3 separate regions of the Gossypium hirsutum genome follow, and regions 1 and 3 are each linked to region 2. The links are chromatin contacts, called in public Hi-C maps. All regions are on one chromosome and are shown on one strand. Each heading gives the region's core, a stretch centred on a gene start, on an enhancer-like site or on the middle of the called end of the contact. The rest is flanking DNA. Distances are from core to core; before and after follow the strand shown. Region 1 has its middle 33 kb from the start of LOC107943278. Region 2 has its middle 7.8 kb from the start of LOC107962070. Region 3 has its middle 59 kb from the start of LOC107963125.

Region 1 (4,317 bases), core at 1,435-3,934, 100 kb after region 2:
TTCCCTCTATCAGATAAAATACAAATATTATCGTTGCTAATAACATACCTCCGCAGGTTGGTAAGGAAGAATTCCCACGATTCCATGTTCTCCTTATCTACAATGGCAAATGCTATCGGGAGCACGTTCCTATTACCGTCTTGAGCAACCGCAATAAGTAAGATCTGTGTATATTTTTCATATAGCCAGGTCCCATCCACTTGCACAAATGGCTTGCAGTGGGGAAATGCGCGCACACATGGATCAAACGTCCAGAACATCCGATGGAAAATTCGTTTTCCCAACTGTAGTTGGTCATCCGAGCCGTAATAAGGTCGCGTCTGTAACTCAATGACGGTCCCTGGTACGTACTCCCGCATAGTGGCTATCCATCCCTGTAGCTCGTTATATGACGCATCGAAATCCCCATACAATTTCTCTATTGCCATCTGTTTTGCTATCCATGCCTTTCGATATGACACCCGATACTGAAATCGTGCTTGTATTTCGGCAATCAGTACCGAAACGTTAATGGTCGGCATGTCCTTCACCATTGGCATATACACGTACAGATAGTTTTAGAATCAAGTTTTCGATGATCTTCTATCATACGTGTTGATGTGCATGTGTGAGGCGTAACAAATTTGCGTATCTCCCACATCTGCGATTTTTGAATAAATGCAGCTCGTACCCGCCAATTGCAGCCTTCCCCCGACTTCCAACACTCTCCAATATATAATGTCGGTTTAGACACTGCAACTTTATAATCTACTGATATATTCATGCTATACCGCTTAATAGCAAATACGCACTCTTCTTTACTTTCGAATCTTTGGCCAACGAATAACTCCTCAGGATCAGAATTTACGGCCAGTCGGTGAGCAGGAAGTATTTCAGGGTACTCTGGAAACTCGGCTACATGCGCCATGTCGGGGTCTATGAGCGACATATGTGGCCCAGGATTATTGTGAATCACAACACGTCGCATCTGGTTCCCGACCGAAGACGCGTTAATGTTTCCATCGTCATTCACGTCTTCATCATCAATATCATCGGGGACATCATCCACATCGGGATCACTATCACTATCGACTTCTTGATAACAAGGATCACTACTATCGTAACCATCATCACCAACCACATCCATATCGGGTGTAACATTAAGATCGATATCGATCCCACCTATAGTCGATTCACTATCAATGTACGATATTGGAGCCACCATGCAAGGTTCTTGAGCTCTATGTTCTTCACCATATGCAGTGAGATTTTCATTTTCCTCCATACCGGTTAACTCAGCAAATAAGTGAATTGGTGCATTTTTGTCACTCCCATTCCCACAGTAAAGAGTGATCATTGTCTCCACGTCTTCGTCGTCTACAAGTTCCATTTCAGTGAATTTGATTGGATCTGTCGAAACTGGAAACTTGTAGAAAAGTTTCGAGATTCTTCTCCCACAACGTCTAACAATTTTTACGTTAATTCTTCCCTTCATATCATCCAACGAGACATTTCTATTAAATCTCATTGCTATTTGTTGCCGACATTCAAATATACATCCAACGGTTGTTGTCAAGATAATTCCATCGAAATAAACGCATACGAAAAACTGATTATCCATCTTCAATGCTCAATCTGTTAAAAAATAAATAAACTTTCTCAAAATAATTTCGAACACCAAATAAACTACTTAAATAAAAAATTTAATTACTCAATATGCAATTTTTGTCATTCATAAGCTCATAGTTTTTCAGTTCTCATTTTATACATAAACAACATTTATCTTTATATTTAACCATTTAAAATCAACCTAAAACGAGTTTTTTACCCTAATAATATAAAAAATAAAATAAAATACCAAAATAGGTTGTTTGAAAGATTAAGTGCCAAAAGTGCCAAAAATGATACTTAATCTTTCAAACAACTTATTTCGCTATTTTATTTTATTTTTAAATAATATGGGTAAAAAATCTACCTAAAACACATATAAGAAAATAATATATTCTTGACATAACATAAATAGGCTTTTTTAGGTTTTTTTTTACAATAATAATAACTAACAATAATTATAGTTTTTTACTAACAATAATAACAATATTTTTTTACTAACAATATTAATAACTGACAACAAAAAAAAATAAAAATCAACAATAATAATAACAGCAAAAACACATTAACAATATAAAAATTCATTATTTAAAAAAAATTATACCTTCTTTTTCTTCATTCTCTTCTCCTTTCTTTCCTTTTATTTTCTACTCCTTGTTGCTGAATCTTGCTCCCGGGGTTGCTGGTTCTGGTTGGTTTTATAGCGCTTAGGTGCCGCCTGTGGGACCCACACAACTGGTGCCGCCTCTGCCAGAGGCAACACTGGTGCCGCCTCTGGCACCCACATGTCCAATATTTTATTTTTTTTTTCGTTTTCAGCTTTTTTTCTTTTTCAATTTTTTTTACTGTGCGGTTACTGTTTGTCAGGGTGGTACCGCCTGTCAGATTGGCGTGACCACCCTGACATACCATTTTCGTAATTACTTTTTTTGCTGTATTATTTTTGAATTTTTTAATTTTTTTTTATACTTTTTTAGTAAAAACCCTGATATGGGGTAATGGACAATGACATTTGGGAGGGGAGGGCCCCGTAGAGATGGACATAGGGCCCTACTTCTAGGCCTATAATGGGAGGAAAACATGGCATCCATTTCCATTCCATGCATGATGCATCTATAGGCTCCCCTTTTATTTTATCCATATGTTTCCTCTTTCAACTTTAGCAGAGGCCAATAATTGTAGATGATGTCATGGCTACACAAGGCCCACCTGGTTTCCATCAAGTCCCCTTATTTCACACCTTCTTCGATTTTTAGATAATTTGATTATAATTTTTAATTTTAAATCAATTCAAATTATTTATTTAAATCAAATAATTACAATAATTAATTATAATTCAACCCAGTTTTTTTAATCAAATTCAATCCAATTCTTTGTATAGTTTTGATCAAGCCATTTCTGATCTCCCAAGTAATTTTCAATTTTTTTTATAATTTTTATAATATTTGATAAATTAAAAGATTAAATATTAAAATTTTAATTATTTATTTTAAATTATAAAATATATTTGATATATTACTCACGTATGAAACTAATTAAACTATTTACTAAATATAACTTTTAAAGAATTTAAAAGTAAATTATTTAAACAATAATATTAAAGAAATAAATAAATAAAAATAATTAGAAAAAAATCACCATGATAAGTAATTCCTTAACTACTAATTATTTTCCATATTTTTCATTGAAACAAATTCTATCACTTTTTTATTATTATAAATTATCAATCCTGTTAAAAATTCAATCAATTAAAATAATAATTTTCAATTTATTTAAGTTTTTGAAATTTGAACAATCAAATTAGTAGTTTCTAACTTATATCCTGAACAAAATACCTATATTTGTAATGAAATTTCTATTGTTTTTTAAATTATTTGTTCATCCGTAAAAATAGAATTGACTTACATATAACTGAAATTTTATGTTATCATAACTATACTTTTTATAGTTAAACATTTTGAGTCAATATAAATTTCATTTTAAGTTTATTCGATTTAATTTTTTTTCATTCAATTCCTTAAAATATTAAATTAATTTTGATTGATAAAATAAGACTCATCAATTTTATTAATTTAAAAATTTTCATTTAAATTGATTTGATCTAATCTAATACTCATTGCCAATAAGGCTTTCTAGATGCTTTAAATTCTTAATTAACCATATCTGAATTTTACTATACGCAGTTACGATGTATATGTTTTTAATCTTACAATGCGTGAGTTTTGTTTGATACTATACTATAATTGATCGGATATATATTTGTACTTTAAAATCTAATAATTAGTCATAGTCAGGGTTTGAGTAGATTCGGGTGTAAGCTAACCGCTAAGGAATGACCCAAAATGTTGGGTGCTGTTAAAACCACAAACTCACAAACGTAAGTGTAGCCACAAAGTGTGGGGAACTGCCTTCATTCATTGTCTCAGCCACCCTTGTGCCTCAGATTTCAGACATTTCCTTTTTTTTTTTCTTTGTTATTCATCGTACTGCTTCTGATTCATTTACAGAAAACTATATTTATTGTGGTTTTAATATGAAGTTACGTAGGGAATGAATGAAAAAATTTTAAGTGGATCAGAAATTTGATGCTGGCTGATCTACCAACTAAAAAGGAGGCCAACCCTAGCTTCAACCTTTGGATTACATAAAGAAAGGCTTATTATATACAAAGTCCATGCTAGATTGGTACAAGTAAATCACTCACACACATTCGCAATTTCTATGATTCCA
Region 2 (4,151 bases), core at 642-3,141:
GGATTAGCTCCTAGAAAAGCCTCCATTAAATTTGATCCATTGAAATATTTTGCTCTAAGTAAATGCGTTGTTAGTGAACCCAGGTTTTCTATTAGACGCTAGCCCTGCTTCGCTAGTAGTGCAATATTAAATTTTGACAAATCTCGAAACCCCATCCCCCCTCATCTTTTGGCACAAACAACTTTTTCTATGAATACCAATGAAGACTTTTTCTTCCAGATTTCTTTTGCCACCAGAAACGGGCTATGACAGATTCCAGCTCTTTGCAGACTGACGACGGTAGCAAGAAACAAGTCATAGCATACAAAGGAATAGCCTGAAGCACAGCTTTAATAAGAACTTCCCTCTCACCCATAGAAAGTAATCTCGAACTCCAACTAGATACCCTTTTAATTAACTTCTCTTTAAGCTCCTTAAAAGCCATCTTCTTATTACGCCCTACCATTGATGGAAGCCCGAGATATTTTTTCGGATTAATGTTCAAATTAACCCCAAAAATTTGACACACATCTTCTCTTTTATTCTGATTGGCATTTGTGCTGAAAAAGATCCCAAACTTGTCGAAATTAATATCTTGACCTGAACTCTGGGCATAGACCTCCAAATTTTGTTTAAGCGCTTTAATCCTATCAACTGTTGCATCGCCAAAAATTAGGCTATCATTGGCGAAAAATAAGTGGGTAACCCAAGAAGTGTGTTTATTTATATGAAAACCTTTAAGAACACTTATTGTAGCTGCCATTTGAAAAAGAGCTGATAAACCTTTTCCACAAATAAGAAATAAATAGGGACTAAGAGGGTTTCATTGATGAAGACCCCTTTACGGGAGGAATGAATTACCCATCCCCCATTTATAACCACAGAGTAAGAAACCGAGGTCACACAACGCATGACTTTCTCAACCTATTGATCCGATAAACCTATCTTTTGAAGCATAACTTGCACAAAAAACCATTTAACACGGTCATATACCTTACTCATATCAAGTTTTAAGGTACATGATCTTTCTATCCCTACCCATTTCTCTTTATTGAGTGTAAAATTTCATATGCTGCTATGATGTTATCGGTAATGAATCTTCCCGGAACAAAAGCACTTTGTGCTTCGTCAATGCAAAAATGAAGGACCTTTTAAAGCCTATTCACAAGCATATTTGAAATAATTTTGTATAAAAAATTACAAAGACTAATAGGTCTAGAATGAGTCATGAAACGAGGAGAACTAACCTTGGGGATCAAGACAATTCTTGTACTGTTTATTTCAACCATGTTATGAAGCCCATACAACGTCTCAATGCAAAAATCTACCACCTCTTTACCTACAATATGCAAAAACCGTTAATAAAAAATCACCCCTAAACCATCCTCCCCTAAAGGTTTTAAAGGGTTCATAGCTTTTAAAGCCAAATACACCTCTTTGTAATTAAAATCCCTTTCAAGATCCTCATTTATCATTTGAGATATACATGGCTCAACAGCTTCCAAAATAGAATTTGGGTTTCCAACACCTTTCGATGTAAATAAGGTATTAAAATAATCTGTGGCCAACACTAATAAATCAGTATTGCTCTCATGAATATTACCCTTTCCATCCACCCTATTTCTCCGTCGACGATCTGTTGCCAATCTATAGAAAAAAATTTGTGTTTCTATCCCCATTTTTTCGCCAATTCGCTCTGGCTCACTGCTCCCAATAAAGCTCCTACCTATCAGCCTCTATGTTAAGCGCCAGTTTTGTCTCCACAATTTCTCCCAAAATCTCATCTGTGGGAATAGCTTCATTCAATTTAAGCAACTATTGTTCAAAATCTTTCCCCGTTAGAGACCTCTGTTTTTTAATTTTGTTGAACCATTTCTTAAGGCCCATTTCTACCGTCTTTATCTTACTTGGAACATCACCCAAACTATCAGCCCAAATCCTACTAACCTCCATTTCACACGTTTCCTCCAAAAGCCATGTTGCTTCAATTCTAAAATGCCACTGCTTTGGATGTTGATTTCCAAAAATTGAATTAAGCAATAAAGGACAATGATCTGAAAACGCATGTAACAAATGAGATAAATTAAAATTCAAAAATAAATCCCGTCAAATAGAATTTGCAATACCTCTATCTAAATGTTCTTGAATATTATTATTTTTTATATGACCTTTTTCCCAAGTGGATCAATGCCCACTATAACCGAGATCAGTGAAAGAACAATATTCCATAACATCCCGAAATCTACACATTTGCCTTTTCCTCCATGGAAGCCCGCCTTTCTTTTCAGTTGAAAAAGTAATTTCATTGAAATCCCCTATAACAACCTAAGGAATATGTGGGGAGTCATTCAATGTTCGTAACAAGTTCTAATATACTTCACACATAGTCTCCCCTGGTGCTCCGTAGAACCCCGTACACCTCTGTAACACCCCTTACTCGTACTCGAGACGGGGATGAGGTACGGGGCATTACCAGAAAATACGAGCTATAAAATTTCATTTCAATTTAAAACCGATTAAACAGAATCGTATTGTCCCAATTATGGACCTACGAGGTCCAAAACATGCATTAAAAGTGATCTGGGACTAAACTGAGGACTTTAGAAAACTTTAGAAAATTTATAGGTTTAAGCCTCACACGTCCGTGTGGAGGCAATGCACACGCCTGTGTGCATTGGGACACGCCCGTGTCCCTTACCCGTGTTGAATTATTGGAATTTATTTTTCATTTCAAACCTGCAGGGGTTTTCATACAGTCGAGCACACGCCCGTGTCCCTAGCTCGTTTCTCTCATACGGTCTAGACACGCCCATGTCATCGCCCGTGTCCAAAAACCTGGACATTCTGTTTATGACGTCATCATCCATCTAGGGGCATTCAGCCAAGGCACACGCCCGTGTGCAAGGCCATGTCCTCCACACGACTGAGACACACAGCCGTGTCTCTGTCCGTATGTTTTCTACCATGCATACTGGCCTAAAAATTCAAGGTGCAGGGGACACACAACTGAGCAACACGCCCAAGGGGTGTGTCTATCCATGTGTACCTTTTTGGAGGCTATTTTCCAAGCCAATGGTCACCCTCAACATCCATACACATTTATAAACTTCAACGGTATTTAACATGGCCTAAATAGGTCCATAACCCACCTTGGCATAGTCTATTCCTTGTTAACCTCATATCATTGGTTTAGCACATGTTAGGTTATCCTTTTTGTATTAAGGATTACCATTTCAATAATCACATTTTATACTTGGCTCATTTTATAACTCATTGCCAATTATGACCTAACCATCTCCAAATGATTTGGCCACATTTCACATGTTCATTCATGATATACCGTATTTAACCATCACATGAAACATTTAAGCATAACCATGAACAATTAGTAGGTTTACAACCTACATCGAAATGAGCCATATCCCATGGCCATATACAAAATGAATAAGTATATCATTCAAGCCCTTATATTGGCTAGCCAAATAAAAAATATAACAAACTGATCAAGAATCCTATACATGCCATTATAACAAAATAAAAGTTTTTATATACCCAAGCAAGACAAGTTGATAGTGTTGACAATGCTCCAACTATCTTCCAATCTTCACGAGTCCTCGAGCTCTACAAGACGAGGAAAATGAAAGGGGGTAAGTATTTACATGCTTAGTAAGTTCGGATAACGGAAGGTAAACTTATCGGTCGTTTAGCATACAACCATATTAGATATTCACGCCAACATGCATAGTATAATTTCCCTATCACATACACTCAATCATTATGTTAGTTTCATGTCAATACAATTAAACATTAATCTTAGATGAGCTCATCATTTCAAGCATTTCTATTTTTGTTCCTCATTTTAATCCCATTGAACTTCTCGGAATCTCAATGGATATCTTATTTACCATCAAATCATGTGAGTGATTGTTTTAATTATGCACTCTTGTGAACCTCGCTCTTACGGCGGGATTACCAGTCTAGGTTAAATCCCCTGAAATGTAAACTCATAGAGTAATGTCTGGATTACCAGTCTAGGCTAAATCCCTTACAATGACATGTACTCTAATGAGCTCAGATCTGAATTACCAGTCCAGGCTAAATTCAGACCCTAATTGGATTACCTGTCTGGGCTAAATCCATTTCAGCACACTTATTCTTCGAGAGGCTCGATC
Region 3 (4,690 bases), core at 906-3,405, 74 kb after region 2:
TTATCATATAAATGGTCACTATAAACGTAAATGATGAATGGATTTGGAACTTTAAAGCTAGGACGTCCACTTGCATACAACTTATACACACGCATGCTCCTTCCATCTATCGTGTTCATGCGGCCATTGCCATTTCCCCGAGGCCATCAATACCGTGTCCATCGGCGGCTTTATCTTTTTATGTTGGTTCTGCTACTTATTCATATTCATGTGTTGATCTATCTTTATAATTTTTATCTATATCATTTTAATATTTTCCACTAACTATAAATAGGATTGAATAACTTAATTTCATCTTAAAAGTTATTTTAAAATGGTATTACTTAAATCTATTCCATTTTCAATTCACATGATAAAAAGGTGCTAATATTAAGACAAGACTAATTTTTATTTTATTTAATTTATAAATTATTTTTTAAAATTTAAAAATATAAAAATAAATATTTATACATAAATTAATAAAAATAATTTTATAAAAAAATTATTATCATCCCTATTGTTATTAATAGGAGGACGTGAGTTCAAGTGCGATGAAGTGTATTATCTTCTTATTTATAAGTTGAAAAAAGATTATAAATAGTTTTAAATATTATATAAAAATAAATACAATTAAAATCTATAATAAAATTCTTCAAAATAATAATAATATTATCTTCAGTAAAATACATAAAAATGGATACATTTATTCCAATACAATACCGCCGTATCTATCTCATTTCTTTTTTCTCTAACTAATAATCTAATATACATCACCTATCATTAATGATTTGAAAGTTCAGTTTTGTTGCTGTGGTTGTTGTCAATGACTTGGCTTCTATTAGAATGGCAGGCGCCTCTTTTAGCACCAAAAGTTGTTGGAAAATTGTTTTCAAGTCTTGAAATTGATGAACCAACCCCTCAAGAGGTTCACAAAATTGAGACGAAACTATAACTAAATTTCAGAGTAAAATATATTTTTTTTAATTTGGTGGGTAATTAAAATCAAAATAATTATTAATTTTGGATTTAAATATATTTAATTTTGTATTTTTTATCAAATCAATTCAAAATGGTTGAAAAAAATTAATATTTGTTAACTTTACTGATGATGTATATACTTAAATGACATGTCGACATTTAATTAATTTTTAAAATTTAAAAATATTTATTTATACTTTTTAATAATTTTAATATTTTTTTGAAATTTTTAAATTCTAAAAATTAATTAAATGTTGATATATCATCTACATGATAATTCACGTTTATTCCACATCAACAAAGTTTTAAAAAAAACGTTAATTTTTCTATTCATTTTTGGGTGATTTAATAAAAAATACAAGTTTAAAGGCTAAAAAAGTAAAAAATTAAATGGAATGTTAAAGTAATTTTTTTTATAAAGTTGAAGAGTCAAATAAGTTATCATGCCATTAAAAATGACATTATATAGTATAAGGTTATATAGGTATATATATTTATTCATGATCCTTTCTTATTTTACAAATGAAATTATGCAAAGTACAAGAACTACACTAGGGGCACTACACTAGGGGCACGTAGAGGTCTGGACCCTCTTAAGATGAAAATTTTATGTTCTAGTCTATTTAAAGGTTGTAAATATATATATATATGACAAATTTAATTTTGGTCCATTTAAAAATGATAAAATTTTAATTTAAAATTTCTAAAAACTAAAAAATTAGAAGTTAATATAACAATAAATTTATGTTTTAACTCTCACAAAAATTTAAAACACAATCTCGATCCTTTTAAAGAAAATTTTGACTTTAACCTTGATAAAGTAAATCTTCTCAAAAAATAAACTCTAAATCGAACAGAAAAATCAAAATGGATCACAAAAAAATTAATCCTATAAACCGTAAAACAAAAATGAGCAAACCAATTGTGGATTAAGAAATGAAAAAATAGCAAAGGAAGACAGATATGTGTGTAAAATTATAACACGTAGCCAAAAAGAAATGTGTCCCCTTAAAATGTTTTCATATTGGACGTAAGTTGAAGGTTAAAAGGAAAGAAAAATGCACTTCCACTCTTATTGATTTGCCTGTCTATTTCATCTTTAATATAAACAGCCAAATATTTTATACTCTAAGGATGAGCAGCTTTAAATGTAAACGATTCATAATTGTCAACCCCAAATCCAATGCCAACTGTATCTACTTTACGAATTTACTACTGCTGCTCAGTGCTTGACTAGGGAAAGTACTGCGGTTTCCACGTATATTAACTTTGTCATTGACTTCAATTAATTAAAAACTATTTGAGAAATCTAATTTCAAATTTAGGATTGATGGTCACTCTCACTATCACATCAATAAATTGCTACCCTACTCCTAATTACTATAGTCTATCAGTAAGTTTTTAGGTCTTTGTTTTTATTTCAAGAACAATGAACCATTTGAGCCACATTTCAATTTCCCTCCTACTTTCATCATGCCAGTTTTTTTTTTTTTACCTCTCATAACCTATGTTCAATTAATTGCTTTTAGATTTACAAATTTAATTTGATAATATTTAGTTTGGATTTTATCGAAATTTAGTCATTGGAGGATAATAAATAATCAAGTTTATTAATGAAGTAAATGCTATTAAAAGTTGTGTCTGTTTTGCCAAAAGTCCTGCAAAGAGAAAGTGAGTAATGGGGGCATTATAGCTTGAACTCCGGGATGCTTTCTAATTATTAAGTCAATGAGAACCATTAGATAATGGTTGAAGTAAGAAGGGGTTTCGATAGAATACCAGTAAAGAGATGAAGATGAGGAAGATGTAGATGATACCTGATTTTCGCACATGACTTGAAGTCATCTTAGGTGTTAGGAAAATCAGGATGTTTCCCTCTTAATGTAAGTTCAATGCTGAACACTTAATATCAATTTGAAGCTACCTAAACGTAATGAATAAACCTGACAAATAACTATTGAAATTATTGAATATAAAAATGAACCCCAAAAAACTAAATAAAGAGAATAAGGGAAACAACACACTAAATTTGTGAGGCTTGGCAATTTGCCTATGTCCTCTAACACTGTACCAAATGATGACTTCATTATCTCAAAAAAAAATTAATCAAACTCTTAATTAAAGGATTTCCAAAACTACTTTTAACGATTTTTAAACTATTGAGACATTTCAAAAAGGAAAGGGTAGGCGTCATTATATAATAAGCATAAGATTCCCACAACTCATACTTTCCAATTTGGGATTCCAAAACAAAGATCCTTTTTATAGGGAGCCTATGACACAAACAAAGTATACTTTCCCAATGTGGTATTACAAATAAAACCAAAACTCAACAAGTCTCCACCTTTGGCGAGTTTGATAGTCCCACTCAGACTTCTCAATTCTTTCACTCTCCAAATTTGATGAAGTTGTCTTCTATAATGCCCCCAAATGCGCTCATAATTGCACCATACACTCAAAGGTGTTTAAGCTTACAAGATAATAATCAAATCCAAACAATTATTGAGCTTAATTACTACCACCACCCCAAGTTATCATACCCACAAGATTTCTACTATTGCAATTTTCTAAAGTCGAATATTTCTTTATTCAAAGATTTCTCGCTTAAAGTGACCCTCAAGTTGATATGTTTAGTTCTTGTATGGTAAATTGAATTTCCTCTAAATGAAAAACATTATGACTATCAATATAGACTAATATAAATTTGAAAAACTCCTAAATCTTCTAACAATCCACTAAGCAAAATTGCCTCTGCAACAAATTCTGAAACAACCATATACTCTACCTCTGTAGTAGACAGAGACATTGCAAAATGTAAACGTAGACTTCTAAGTTACTAGAGCTTTAGCAAGAGTAAATAGATCTAATAGTTTATCAACAATGATCAATGCTTATCCAAACCACCAGTGAAATCTAGATCAACATTTCCAATCACTTATTGAGCAAGTGTTTTATCTTGTTCAAAGACTAAACTAATGTTAACAATTTTCAAAAGATACCACAGAATCTATTTCATAATCTACTAAAGTCTTTTAGTAGGAGACTTGTTCAAAGACTAAACTAATGTCAACAATTTTCAAAAGATACCATAGTATCTATTTCATAACCTACTAAAGTCTTTTAGTAGGAGACAGAGGAAATGGATTGAGTTAATAAAGGATTATGATTGTGTCATTGATTACCATCCTGGAAAAGCAAATGTTTTAGCTAATGCCTGAGTAGAAAGTCATTGACAACTCTAAAAGCAATGAATTCTAATTTGAAATTAAAGTCAAATGGATATTCATACATTACTTTGTTACGAGCTATGAAAATGCACAAAAGGAATATGTCAAGCTAAAGTTAATCAAGGAACAAGTAGAAGATGTAAAGAAAAATGGATTTGAAGTTGACAATGAAGGGAACCTACGATTTTAAGGTAGATTATGTGTACCTAAGAGTGATGAACTGAAACAAAGCATACTTCGAGTAGCTCATTGTAGCATGTTTTCTATGAATCTTGGAACTAGTAAGATGTATCATGATCTAAAGCTTTATTATTGGTGGAAAAGAATTAAAATGGATTTTGTTGAATATTTTCAAAGTGTTTGGTCTGTCAACAAGTAAAAGTAGAACATTAAATTCTTTTAGGATTGTTACAACCAATAACAATTTCTGAATGGAAATAGGAAAGAATCACAATGAATTTCATAATTGGTTTGCCATTTACACCCAAGAAGAAAAATGTTATATA

Evidence for each region. A called contact is a pair of places that touch in the nucleus more often than the background predicts.
Region 1: a contact with region 2 is called in a Hi-C map of leaf, with 6 times the contacts expected there. The contact joins two enhancer-like sites. A contact is called at or near these places in 4 of 34 Hi-C or Micro-C datasets (hypocotyl, leaf and petal).
Region 3: a Hi-C map of leaf shows a contact between it and region 2, with 3 times the contacts expected there. The contact joins two enhancer-like sites. A contact is called at or near these places in 4 of 34 Hi-C or Micro-C datasets (fibers and leaf).

Annotation. Positions count from the first base shown.
Region 1 is chrA06:118,588,663-118,592,979 of Gossypium_hirsutum_v2.1, reverse strand. No RefSeq gene overlaps it. Among protein-coding and RNA genes, the nearest start is that of LOC107943278, 33 kb to the right of the region's middle. Within about 2 kb of position 2,684, at least 4 of the 9 cell types and tissues checked have an H3K27ac peak or open chromatin away from gene starts, as enhancers often do. A contact at or near this core is called in leaf, where this site is marked.
Region 2 is chrA06:118,689,306-118,693,456 of Gossypium_hirsutum_v2.1, reverse strand. No RefSeq gene overlaps it. Among protein-coding and RNA genes, the nearest start is that of LOC107962070, 7.8 kb to the left of the region's middle. Within about 2 kb of position 1,891, at least 5 of the 9 cell types and tissues checked have an H3K27ac peak or open chromatin away from gene starts, as enhancers often do. A contact at or near this core is called in leaf, where this site is marked.
Region 3 is chrA06:118,615,351-118,620,040 of Gossypium_hirsutum_v2.1, reverse strand. No RefSeq gene overlaps it. Among protein-coding and RNA genes, the nearest start is that of LOC107963125, 59 kb to the left of the region's middle. Within about 2 kb of position 2,155, at least 1 of the 9 cell types and tissues checked has an H3K27ac peak or open chromatin away from gene starts, as enhancers often do. A contact at or near this core is called in leaf, where this site is marked.